Linked DNA regions of Sus scrofa: region 2 is linked to region 1. Evidence: chromatin contacts called from public HiChIP or PLAC-seq data. All regions are on one chromosome and are shown on one strand. The core of a region is the stretch at or near the end of the contact, and the rest is flanking DNA. Distances in the headings are between cores, read along the strand shown. Region 1 has its middle 80 kb from the start of RBPJ. Region 2 overlaps RBPJ (recombining binding protein suppressor of hairless).

Region 1 (6,828 bases), core at 1,819-4,318:
ACTCTGGAAGTCCCTAGATATTATTTCTCGCCACTAGCAGAACATGGGCTTAAACTAGAAATTAGGTTACAGACAAATGAAGAAAGTTCCACTCTGTGCACACAGTAGGAAGAGCAGAATCTGACTTTGCCGCTGCAGGAAATGGGAACCTCATTCACCGCAATTCTGGAGACCACAGTGGTTGAAGTCCCAGTGGCTCATGACTCAGTGACTCCATACTGATTTCTTTTTCTTTCCACGTCTCCGTAGACTAAGATCATTTCAACCGGTCCAAATCTGCCAGTGATTTTCCTCATTCTACTTTCAGCTTTGGAGGGAAATCCTGCGCAAGCTTACATTTTCATCAATAGGTGGTGCTAACGTGGAGAGGGCTGGGACTCATTATCTGATGATGAATTAGCCAGACACTAATTAAAGTTCCCTTCATCAACTCTTTCCTCTACCACACATTCGCTTTGGTCTAATCAAACTTGGTTTTTAAAGACGCCCTGAGTGCTCTCACCCCAGGCTACCTCTCCCTCTCCGGAGTGCCATCATGGAAAGAATTTCAGAGCCAGAAAATATGGGATATGCATGTGGGCTGTCCGGCTAATTAGATGAATTGGCCAAGACACTTCATCTTTCTAAATCTTAGGATCTTCATTTTTAAAATGCATGAATTGGTCTTGAGTTGAATCCTTGTTGTCCAGGCCAGAAATTCAATTCAACATCCACAGTGAGATACAGTGTTTTTCACTCATCAAATTGATACATTTTAAGAAAAACTTAAGATTCCAAGAAAAAGGAGCTTTGACACAGTACTGGTATAGATTTTTCTGGGGCGCAATTCAGGAATGTGTAGCAGGAGTCCTAAAAACATACACACGCTCTGTCCATCAATTCCACATCTAGGAATGAATTTTAAATTACGGGAATGTACAAAGACATGGCTAAAAGGTTGTTCAATAAAGCAGGACATTTTTGCTTCCCTTGGGGGCTGAGTGTATCTTTGTTAACTAGTTTCTTTCTAGAACATGTGCAGCATCCTCAGCACTAAGCACATTACAATATACATGCAAGACAGCAAAGCAAACTATTGCTTAATCCTATCAAGAGACAAAGAAGTAGAGCCTGGGATTTCTTGAATAGTTTTTATGTACAAGGCTCCGTGCTAGTTTTCCTAAGGTCTTTCTTTAAATATTCTTACCATAACCCTGTGCAAAAGCTATTATTAATCTTATTTTAGGGGAGTTCCTGTCATGGCGCAGTGGTTAAGGAATCCCACTAGGAACCATGAGGTTGCGGGTTCGATCCCTGCCCTTGCTCAGTGGGTTAAGGATCCGGTGTTGCCGTGAGCTGTGGTGTAGGTTGCAGACGAGACTTTGATCCCGAGTTGCTGTGGCTCTGGCGTAGGCTGGCAGCTGTAGCTCCGATTTGACCCCTAGCCTGGGAACCTCTATATGCCATGGGAAGTGGTCCAAGAAATGGCAAAAAGGCAAAAAAAAAAAAAAAAAAAAATTTATTTTATAGCTAGCGAGTCTGAGGCTCAGACAAGGTAATCTTTTTTTTTTTTTTTTTCTCAGCCACTTCATGGCACATGGAAGTTCCCAGGCCAGAGATCAAATCCAAGCCAGAGCTGTGGCCGGGGATCAACCTGGCACCTCCACAGAGACAAGCCAGATCATTAAGCCACTGCACCATAGTGGGAACTCCCAGACAAGTTAATCTTCTTCCAAGCCATGCAGTGCTGGTACATGGAAAAAAAAATGTCCCTTCTGCTTTATAAAGACCAAGTTCCCTAGGGGCTGGAGGAAAACGTGCCCTGTCCCGGAGGTACAGAGAGGCGAATACAGCATATACGTGGGCTTTGATCCCGCCTAAGGATTGGATCTGGGCTCTTCAAAGCCTTTAAGGAAGGATTGTAATTTCAAAGCTTCTGTCAATTCTTTTGGGCTACTAAAAATGAAAACTCATATTGGTCTGGGGTTGGGGGCAAGGCGTTCTTACAAGAGAAGAGCACCAAATCAGGGTTTTATTTGTACAAAAGGAAATTCCATTCTGGACTGGGGGAGTTTAGACATGGGAACCCATAAGGTCTGTGGATACCAAAGTAAAAGAGAGGGGAGCTGTTCCAATATTAACAGATTTGAGGCTTCCTCTGATGAGATGGGGGGAAGAGGATATTGGGGCTTTTTGTCCTTGGGATTGAAAGACACAGTCAAAGTGAAGCCCTGTGTGGAGGTGAGGAGGAAACAGGGCCGAACTCGGCAACATGTTGGGAACTGGAAGGTCAGGGAAGACCAGTAGGGACTTCCACCTGGCCGGAAAGGTGGTCCAGGATCTCGGGTGTAGTCACGGCTGGCTTGGAGCTTAAATTCCCCTTCTGTGCACTGAAATTCCATCCAATTTTAAGTCAAGCCAGAAAGCCCCATGTTAGCACTGCCTTGGGGGTAAAGGAAGGTACTGAGTCTATTTGGGGGACACCATTTGGATGGAGAATGATAAGTAACTGCCAAAATATGTCTACAGCCCTTGGAAGAGACTTGGGTTTCCTTGAGTCTCATGGGTTGAAAGCTGGAGTTATTTGATTTGCTTTTTTTTTTTGGACTATGCCCAGGGCATGTGGAAGTTCCCAGGCTGGGGATCAAACCCACGCCACGGAACCAACCCATGCTGTTGCAGTGACAACGCCAATCCTTAACCCTTTGTGCCCCAAGAGAACCCCTGCATGTTTTTTGAAAGGCTGACCCTGGAGGTTGTAATAAACTCGGGGACACATGAGTTCTATGGGGTTATTATGTTTCAGGGAATGAGACTTCACTGGTCTACAGGACAGCTGAAGCCATGCAGCAGGATCCCTTTTAACAGGGTTCACCTGTTGTAAGGCCGAGGCCTGACCACAAGCACTTGGCTGCCGGCTGCAGACTAGGTGATTACAGCATTAGATCATGCTTATAATGAGAAAAAGACTTCTCCTCCGGCTGACTAATCAGTTTGCCATTTTTATTGCACGATCACTATCTAGAGACAGTGATTCTGAACGCTGTCAACATCCCGGGTGTACACAGGCGTGACAGAAAGAATAGCTACATTAGCAAAGACAACAGGTGGAGGGATTTGCAAACTTGCTAAGAAGGTCAGGACAGCTCGGTCTCCCGGGGCACAGGCTGCCGGCTCCCATTAGAACAGGGATAGCTGCCGTTCCAGTTCCTGTACGCTGAGTCCTCTGTAGCCACTGTGCCTTTTTTTCTTCTTTTAATGTCAATGGCGTTTCACGCCCATTATCAATCTGTATTAGTCTCTAGGGCTGCTGTGCAAATTACCCCAAACTCGATGGCTTAGAGCAGCAGAGCATTGTCCCCTCACTGTTCTGGGGGTCAAACAGCCAAAATTAAGGTGTCGGCAGGACCGTGCTCCCTATGGAGACTCTAGGGGAGAATTCCTGCCTCTTCCAGCTCCTGGCGACTCCAAGGAAAGCCTTGATGTTCCTCAGCTTGTGGCCACATCCTTCCAGGCGCTGTCTCTATCTTCACAGAGCCTCTGCCCATCTCTCCGATTGTCTCCTGTGACGCTTGTCCTGGATTCCTGCACAATCCAGGAATCCAGGATGATCACATCTTTTCTCCCCCATGTTACGGCCACACCCAAGCATAACGAAATTCCTGGGCCAGGGATCGAACCTGAGCCTCCACAGTGACCTGAACCACTGCAGTTGGATTCTTTTTTTTTTTTTTTTTTCTTCTTTTTAGGAGCTGCACTTGTGGCATATGGAGGTTCCCAGGCGAGGGGTTGAATTGGAGCTATTGCTGCCAGACAACACCACGGCCACAGCAACGCAGGATCCAAGCAGTGTCTGACACCTATACCACAGCTCATGGCAATGCCAGATCCTTAACCTACTGAGCCAGGCCAGGGATCGATCCTGCAACCTCATGGTTCCTAGTCAGATTCGTTTCCAGAGCACCATGACCGGAACTCCTGCAGTTGGATTCTTAACCCACTCTGCCACAGCAGGAACTACTAGGATGATTGCGTCTTGAGATCCTTCACTTAATTACATCTGCAATGACCCTTTTCCAACTTAGGTCACATTCAAAGGTACCAGGAGCTGGGATCCAAACATATGTTTGGGGGGTGTGGGCACCATGCAATCTGCTACGGTGATTAATGAAAAAATTCCAAGATGAGTATAGGAAGCGATAATGTTTTGGAAAACCTTGAGACTGTATTTCTCCCTGTTGATTGTCTCCTTTCTCTTCCTGCAGCCCTTCTTCATGTTTTGCCTCAGGAAAAGGAAGGCAAATACCATAAAGTGGAATAAAAGGAAGATAAAGGGGTAAAAGGATAAAAGCAGGACAGATGGACAGAGAAGGAAGAGAGAAAGAGCCCTCCCACTCCTGGGAGAGGTAAGAAGCAGCGGGAAAAGGAAGAAGGCCAGAGAACAGAGTGGGGGTTCTATTTGGACCCCCCTACCCTAAGGTGGAACCGAGAGGACTCATGGAGAACAGACATGGACAACAGACTTGGGGTCGCCAAGGGCGGGGGGTGGGGGCAGGGAGTAGGATGGATGGGGAGTTTCAGGTGAGTAGATGCAAACTATTCCATCTAGAAAGGATGGGCAAGGGAGTCCTGCTGTGCAGCACAGGGAACCGTGTCCAGTCTCTTGGGACAGAACGTGTTGGGGGATGAGATGAGAAAAGGCGTGTATATGTATGCATGACGGCATCACTTTGCTGTACAGCAGAAATTGGCACAACGTTCAAATCGACTGTATCATACTTTAATTTTAAAAAATATAAGAGAGAGAGAGGAGTCAGAAAACCCAGACCAACCAGGAACTCCAAGTGCAAGGGGCCTGCTGCTCATGCTCAGGGTACAGGTGTGTGTGTGTGTGTGTGTGTAAAACACACACACAGCCTCTTTTAATTCTAAAGCATGCAATAGTCACAAATCCTGTCCACAAGTTCTGGTTTCTCACCCCAGCCACCCTGCCCATTTTTTTGGACCATCCCCAACAATGTTTCACGAGCATCGACACTTGCCTTCTCGTCTAATCTTCGCAAGAGTCCTCCGAGATGCAAGTCCCTTCTGAGACGCCTCGCACAGTGACGGGCCAGCTTATGTCCTGACCCCCAGGCCCGTGTGCTGTTCTCTGCACTACATCAAAGCTCCCAGAAACATCATTCCCCATGACCGTGACGCTGTCTGGAAACCCCACCCCCTGGGGTGTACTCATTTCCTAAGGCTACCATAGCAAATGCCACCAATGAGGTGGCTTAAGACAGTGGAAATTCCTTTTCCATGGTTCTGCCAGCCAGAAGTCTAAAATCCACCGTCAGCAGGACCAACGCCCCCTCCCAAGGCTCTGGAGACCATCGTTGCTTGCCTGCTCCCGGCTTCCGCTGGCTGCCAGCAATTTCTGGCTTTCTTTGGCTTGTAGCCTCATCACTCCCATCTCCACCTCTGTCATCACGTGACATCGCAAGCTTCCTTGCTGTGTACCTGTGTCCAAATTTCCCTCTTCTTAGATGGTCCTCAGTCTTGGATGATGGGATACCGTATGACCTCATCTTAACGTGATTGTATCGGCAAAGACCCTTGCTTCAAAAAGGTCACATATGCTGGTTTTGCGTGGACCTACATTTGAGGGGCTGCTATTCAACCCAAGACAGAGGGATGTTTTGAGTCAAAGTGCAATCTCTTAAAAACACACATTCAGTTTCTAAAGTGTGAATGGCTTTTGCGTAGAGAGGCTGCTACTGTGTCTGGTGTTGTGTGACTGTGGGTGGCAGGGGAGGCGCAATGCAGGGGCTGGAATATTGATAGAAACCTCGGGATAGGTCCCAATTCTTCACCCCCCACCTCCCGCTCAGCTCATATTAGTCACCAATCACTGTGTTTGGGTCCCTCTTTCCTCTTCTGCAAAGATCAGAACCGGAGTTCCTTACCTGAACAGCAGCAACCCCCTTTGAGTGGAATTGCTTCATCTCCAGTCTAGCCCTCCTCCAGTTTGGTCTCTAACCTTCAGCCCGAGGGATCTTTCTAAGTTAAAATTAAGTCCAGGCAAAAGCTCACTGCCTCCGGGGCATAGTCCAAGGCTGTTGGCCAGCACACCAGGTCCTCAGTGATCAGCTCCTTACTCTCCAATCTAGCCTCAGCTCACGTCGCAGCGCCCCCCAAACCTGTGTCCTCCCATCCTTGCCTTTCACGGAAGCCACCGTGCCCTCCAACACCTCCTTGCCTTAACTACCCTGCTCCTTTCTGTCCAAAACTGCCTTCCTTCCTTCTTTGCATGGTGTAGTGGGTTGAACAGTGAAGCCTGGAAAAATGAATCCATGTCTTAACTTTTTGGGACCTAAGAATGTGACCTTATTTGGAGATAGGGTTTTGCAACTATCAGGAACTTGAGGGTCTCAAGATAAGACCATCCAGGATTACCTGGGTAATGACATCAGATTACCAAATCCAATGACAGGCATTCTTAGGAGAGAAAGTCAGAGCAAGCTTGGACACAAGGACACAGAGAAGGCCACTGGAAGACAGAGACAGAGACAGGAGTGCTGGAGCCACAAGCCAAGGAATGGGAGGAGTCACTGGAAGCCGAGAGGGTCAGGGAGGTGTTGTATCCTCGGGCCTCCAGCAGGGGTGTGGCCCTGCCAACACATTAATTGTGGACTTGAACTATGAAAGAATAACTTTCTGTTGCTGCAAGCTACCCAGGGTGTGGTAATTTGTTCCAGCAGCCCTACAAGACTAGCACACGCGGATTATTCTCGGGTCTCCTGGAAAGCTGCAGGTGGCTGCTGTCACAGGGGTACCCAGCTGAGAGGGGGAGTAGGGACTAAATCC
Region 2 (6,692 bases), core at 4,005-6,504, 290 kb after region 1:
ATACAAATAATAGCCCTTTCTTTGTCCTTATGTAGGGTTGCTATTTTAAGAACATGCAAAAATAAACTTGGATGACCTAATTATTTCTTATGGCTTTGTAGTCAGTGAAAAACCACTCATTTTGATACCTGGATGAGTGGTGGTAAATTAGATTATTAAATACAAAAATATTGCATGTCATTAATTTTTTAAACAGTTAAAAGCCCAATTAGCAATGTACATAGTGATTCTAGTTATTCTGTAAGTTGAAACTGGTTTAATTGAGTACATCATAAATTCCAAGAGTACAGGACAGTTTCTTCTTTCAAAGAACAAGGTTTAAAGTTGAAGATGAGCAGTATTGATTTCCCCATTGTATAATATTCTTTAAATTTAGTTCATGAGTTTGTTTTGCTTGATTGTTTTCACTTTTAAATTTGCTTGTTTGAACAATACTCTTAAGCATTCTTCTCATTACAGGGCATAGTAATATTCTAAATCTTACCCCTGTATTAGTGATATTTATATTTTATTTTAGGGAAGCTATGCGAAATTATTTAAAAGAGCGAGGAGATCAAACAGTACTTATTCTTCATGCAAAAGTTGCACAGAAGTCATATGGGAATGAAAAAAGGTAAGATTATTGTTTTTCTGGTGGATAATTAATAGCTGATAATAGCTGTCACATGAATTTGCAAATGATGTATTAGTACGCGAGTAAGAGAATGATTTCTATTGGATAATTATAAGTACAAACTGAATAGTAGGGAATTTTTCTCTATTAAATTGTAGCTTATTTAATAAAGATCCTCTGCCTAAAACCCGGATTTCACAAAATGAAAGAATCTTTAATTTTGGGGGAAAGCTGCGTGATGTTCCCTAAGTATTTCTGTGATACATTAGCTCATTCCAAAAGTAGTTTTTCCTTTTTGTGAAAGTATACTTGTACAAAGAAATGAGACTTCAGGAGTGCAAAGGCAGGGGTGATTGTGAAGAAAAGGATTCCCAGCTCTCTCCACCTTGACCCTGTGTCTGTTCTTGTTAAGCACAACGGCAAAGCTGAGCTGGTCCTCGCACCACATGAATGTGGGACTACAGAAAGGGCCTGCCAACCAGATTAGCCAAACTTAAATTATAACAGGGATTTTTATATTTAGAATTTGTCTTACTATCTTTTAGATTTCAGCTTTTGTGGTGTGTAATTGTGGATTTTTGCTATTTGTTTTTTCACTTGGTTCCTGGAATTTTCTTAGTTTCTCTAGTCTTTGTCTTTCAGACAAAGACATTTTGTGGACAAGCTGTTTATGGGGGAAGATGAAAGATTTTTTTTTGGATTGATTAGAAAGACACCAAAACTGATGTGGGAGAAGGAATGAAAACTCAGGTTTGGGTGTTGGGTTAAAAGGAATGAGTAGCATCTTAAGAGTTTGTGAGATAAAGAAAATCTTAGCATATGCATAAGAGAAGGGAAATGTAGTATATAATTAATTTACGTGCTACAAGCATTTTAAGTAGTCTTTTTCTCGAAGTCCTCTAAATCTGAACTGAAAAGAAGGTGAAACTATTTAGTTGATAATTTTATCCTCCAAGAGAATGAATATGTGAAAACAGTATTTCAGAATCATACTGTCCAGTGTTCTTTTTTAGTTATTCCAGTGTACTAAATTTCTGATTATTCTGTTTTACTTCACTAATGAAACTTAATCATCTGATTTAGAGTTAAATGTAGGAAGAAGTTGGTGCCTACAGTTTGGGACATAGAAACCAAATCCAGATAGTAGCCACTTTTTGCATGAAATTAATACTGGAAATTCAGGTCCTGCTTCTAATGATGAAAACTTATGTATCTAAGAGATTGTCTTCTGTCCATTTAAACAAAACAAGTCAATACCCTGATTGCTTGAGATGGGTCTAAAAGGCCAGCCTTGTACCTCATAGTGAATCTGAAGAAGGAACCATTTCCCTAGTCATGAGCTTGACATTGTTCTGGAAATGCCTTACAAATATCTTTAAATTTTAATCCTCAGAATAATATTATGGAGTAGACATGTTTTAATTCTCATTTTGTGAATAAGAAGACTAAAGATAAGAGATTAACATGCCCAGGTTCACTTTAGTTAGGAGTGATGGAGCCAGGACTGGAACTCCTGGGTCCGTAATTCTAAATTTCATATTTTTTTTCATTTCCCTTATTTTTATTACCTTCCATTTTGCATTTGAGTGTTAATTATCTAAAGCAAGGTTTGGGCATGGAGAAGTTACCTAAGAACCTAAATATGCCTAAAGAACCCAAACTTTATAAACTTAACTTTGCCTGAGATTCTCTCTTTTACCATTAACTAAGTGAGATTGGGCTGGATCTAATGGAAATACGCATAAACATATGTTCACTATATAGCTGCCAACCTGGGCAGTGTTGCTGTTTTTTTCCCCCGGATTTTTGAAGATAGGTTTTAGTACAATTAGATTGATTTATTGCCTCATTTATTCTGCATTTCTGATAATGTTAGAGCCCAGGTACTATGCAAAAGGCTCTTCGTTGGGAATCTTAAAAACCACTATATCATTTAATACTATGATGGATAACTGAGGCCCGGTGGAAATAATAGAAGGGGAAGAGCTATTCAAAAAAGTATAGTCCAGATAAGGTTCCTCTTTGTTAGTAAGCGTTAAAATACAAAGCTGTAGTGGCTTATCAAGTTAAAATAGGTGATTTAATGGTTATCTTTTATTATGATGGCCTTTGTTTTTTTATATTTTAGAATTTTTATTGGGATAAGTAGTTGACTTACAAAGTTGTGGTAAGTTCAGGTATACAGCAAAGTAAATCCGTTATACGTATGCATATATCCATTCCTCTTTAGATTCTTTTCCCATGTAGGTTACCACACAGTACTGCGTAAATTCTCCTGTGTTATACAGTAGGTCCTCATTCCTGTCTGTTCTCTATATAGTCATGTGTATATGTCAATCCCAGCCCCATAATTTACCCATCTCCTACTTTCTCCTTTTGTATGATTGCCTTTATTTTCAGCTTCTTTCTATTATTTGGGTATAGCCTGGTCAGTCTAAAACCCCAAAGGAAAGCTCAAAGAATCTAAGCTTCTGACTCCAAAAAATGGGGAAAAAAAAAAAAAAAGAAAAAGCCAGAATAACCTCTTTCATATGTATTAAAATTTCTAGAAGAAACATGCACTAGTTTTACAATAAACGTAGAAACCTATTAAAATTACTCTAGTTTTTAATAGTGTTAGTAAGGGTCTGCTAACAGAGTCCAGCCTCCTGGATGACTAGTAAGGCTTCCTGCCGGAAGAGGTCTTGTCCTGTAGCCCCTAGCGGAGTGCAGTGGAAAGAGGAAGCTCTGCTTTCGTCCTTGCTGATCATATTCAGGCCTTTTTGAAAAACTGCTAAGGCGTTAGGCATGAGGTAACCTGGGGACATGACCACAACAGTCCTCTTGGCTTACAAAGTAACTCCAATGAATGATGCTAGAAATATTTGGTCAGGAAGTTTTATCCTAAAATTTAAAATTGTTCTCAGTATTCACTTTTGTGCTTGATAATGAGTATTTATTTGCGTAACTCATCTGGTATCCCATTTATGTTCATGGTTAGTTTTATTTTTTCATTGAAGAAGGTCTTTCCAGATTGAAAAATAAACTTAAAAAAATTATTTTGTCTAGAAGAAAATTTCCATTAAAGATATGGAAACGCCATTTGACATATTAACATTCCTTCAACTTTGTGTCAGGGCAAGTATGAATAATCAGCAAAGGGTAATGATTCTGCCAAGAAAGTTAGATAATGCAAATGATGTTTTTGGATTTTTGTCTAACCTTATATATTGGGCTGAATAAAAAAGCTTCTTTGAGTCTGTAAGGTATTTTCCAGACTTCATCTCAAAATTTGAGGGAAAAAGTTGTTGAATCACCGAAAATAAAGAGTGATTGTTTGAACTAGGAAATTATTAAAATCATAAATGTGTGCATAACGCCACCAAGTGGCCGATAAAAAGCATTGCTTGTCACAGTTTATTAGATGGAGCTACTGGGAAAGATTAGAAAATAAAGGCATATTGTTTCCTAAAATATCCTTTTTTAGAAACTGTTAAACTCTGAAAGTTGACCTCTTGATGGTCAGACTTTTCACTGAGTGTTTGGTACATATTGACCAACTGTCCAAATTAAAAAAGAAAATTGATTCACATGCTATTGTAAGGGTGTATTTTGTTTTACTTTTGGTTAATTGACATTTTTTTCTTTTTCCCTTTAACTTCCTTTTTTCCCCCCTCTTTTCTCTCGCTCTCACTCTCGCTCTCTTTTTTTTTTTTTTGGTCATACCCATCACATACAGAAGTTCCCCTGCCAGGGATTGAATCTGTACCACAGCAGTGGCCTGAGCCACAGCAATGAGAATGCCAGATTCTTAACCCACTGAGCTACCAGGGAACTCCCTCCTTTCTTTTGTCTTTTTTCTTGTTTGTAGTTTTTTTGTATTGAATCTTAACTTTGGTTTGATTATTAAATTATTTCTGAAGCCTATGGAAATGAAGAGTTGATTCATTAGCTAGTTTTTAGGGGGTGGCCATATAGGGGTGTTTAAAATATGATTTCATCATTGCACGGTAGAAATTATCTTAATGTTTATATTGGATTTGCTGTTTTCTTGAATCACAACTTTCTCAAATAGTCAAAAGTTGATATAAAAGTAAGACTAGTTCAGAGGCAGTTGAAGAATCTTCATTTTTCTTAAGTTTATTATATGATTGGAAAGCATTTTCAATTATAGAACCTCGGTCAGTGTCTAGAGTGGCGAAGAATTTCTTGTCGACCTGATTTTATGTCCTATTGGTTTCATGCTGTTTTATCACAGTACTCCTGAGAAGACTAGCACTACGGAGCCTTTTTACAGTTTTAGCCCTCTTTCTGTTTTTTAAATATGAAAGTGTCTTTTACGGTAGCTTGCTGAGATTTGAGTACTACATTTGGTACACTGTATTAAAACACAGCTCTTTGAATTTTATAGCCAGTATACCAGCTTACTAAGATGTCCTAATATCATCTGTCAGTGTTCAATGAAATAGTAATAGGAGACAAGTTTCCAAAATTGATGCCTTCTCAACTTCCTGATCGTGTGCCAGCTAGGTATTTGAGTCTGTGCCATGGTAAGCATTGGGTGTTTCCAGCTTTAGAGGCCAGAAAGATCCCTGGTGTAGACTTGAACTGATCCAACTCCAGAACTAGCCGATAATCCAGGCATCCCTCCAAACTTAGAGTGACCTGGAGCTGAGCCCACTACCTCGGCCGTGACCTCGGTATCCACAGCCACAAAGAGAGTATGCACAGCCATGAAAGCTCCTCGATACCTTTCTGTTGGCTTAGATAAATATGAGATGACCCCAGGATTTCCTCCTCACTCACCCTGACCCCTTTGGCCTTCTTGGTCTGCTTCCCCATTACCCCTGGCTTGGTCTCCTGTTATCCTCCTCCAGCCACTGGTCTGTTGTTTGCCTTCTGTCCACTGTAGTCCTTCCTACTTTGGAGCCTTTGCCCTTCTTCTGAAATGCTCTCACCCTGGATACCCATGGCTTTAGGTCGTGACTCAGTGTCATGTCTTAAAGAAGCTTTCCCTGACTGCCCAGTTCTTCTACATTTTAAGTACCCCTTCCCTACTTTATTTTTTCCCTTAGTACTTACCGTCAGTTAACAGAGTATATGTTATTTTAGTCATTTACCTTTTTAAAATGGTCTTTCCTATTGGAGTATGAGTTCCATTAGAGCAAGAATTTTTGTTTGTTTTAAATATATTCCTAGTGACTGGTACAGCCTAGAGATGTAATTTTTTTTTTTTTTTAGGGCCATACCTGCAGCATATGGAAGTCCCTAGGCTAGGAGTTGAATCACAGCTGTAGCTGCCGGCCTACACCACAGCCACAGCAAGGACAGATCCAAGCCACATCTGCGACCTACACTGCAGCTTGCAACAACACTGGATCCTTAACCCTCTAAGCAAGTCCACTGAACCTGCATCCTCATGGATACTCTTCAGGTTCTTAACCCACTGAACCACAACAGAAACTCTGGATGTAATAATTTTTGTGAATTAATGAATAATATAAAACCACCCTTCTTATGAATTGATAAATTGTATGTAGAGTGTCTCTAAAGTAGTCTTTGGTAGAGTTGAGCAAAAACTAAGTGCTATCATGTATTTCGATTCAATTCAGTCAATATTGTAATAGAAGCTGAGGGGAAAGCAAACAAGTAGATACCACTCTACTACCTTTAGGGGGGTGCCTGAGAGCTAAATCCAACAGGGTGGCATCTGTGTGTTCATATGCACACATATGCATGTGTGTAATTCTTCTTCTGTTTTATTTTTTTAAGTCTGTATGTTGTTGACCTAAGAAGTGCTAAAAAGTATAAATTAGTTGTCATATTTTAAAATTAGAAATTTCATGTAAAATTTGATTTCAGGTGTCTGTTGGAAAGTTGGAGGATGTGACCAGTGCTAGGCCCCCATGTCCATAGTTCAGCCATGTGAGTGAGTGGATGGGTGTCTACTCACACACTTGCCATTCTCAATTGTGTCCTTGTCATCAGAGCCACACACCTGTGGCTGATTATCATTGCAGTTAAGGGGTTTTTTTCTTTAAAAAATTTAAGGCTTAAAAGAATTAAGAAATTTTTTTCTATGCTTTAATACAAAAAGTGG

The links. HiChIP or PLAC-seq counts read pairs in DNA pulled down with a chosen protein or histone mark.
Region 2: a contact with region 1 is called in an H3K27ac HiChIP or PLAC-seq map of skeletal muscle, with 6 times the contacts expected there. The contact joins two enhancer-like sites. A contact is called at or near these places in 1 of 47 Hi-C or Micro-C datasets (fibroblasts) and 2 of 2 datasets of contacts at active chromatin or transcription factors (alveolar macrophages and skeletal muscle).

Annotation. Positions count from the first base shown.
Region 1 is chr8:19,849,828-19,856,655 of Sscrofa11.1, forward strand. No RefSeq gene overlaps it. Among named protein-coding and RNA genes, the nearest start is that of RBPJ, 80 kb to the right of the region's middle. Within about 2 kb of position 3,069, at least 6 of the 83 cell types and tissues checked have an H3K27ac peak or open chromatin away from gene starts, as enhancers often do. A contact at or near this core is called in skeletal muscle, where this site is marked.
Region 2 is chr8:20,139,542-20,146,233 of Sscrofa11.1, forward strand. It overlaps RBPJ (recombining binding protein suppressor of hairless), which reads left to right. Exons shown (of 11, transcript XM_005666567.3): 3 at 518-613. Among named protein-coding and RNA genes, the nearest start is that of CCKAR, 57 kb to the right of the region's middle. Within about 2 kb of position 5,255, at least 6 of the 83 cell types and tissues checked have an H3K27ac peak or open chromatin away from gene starts, as enhancers often do. A contact at or near this core is called in skeletal muscle, where this site is marked.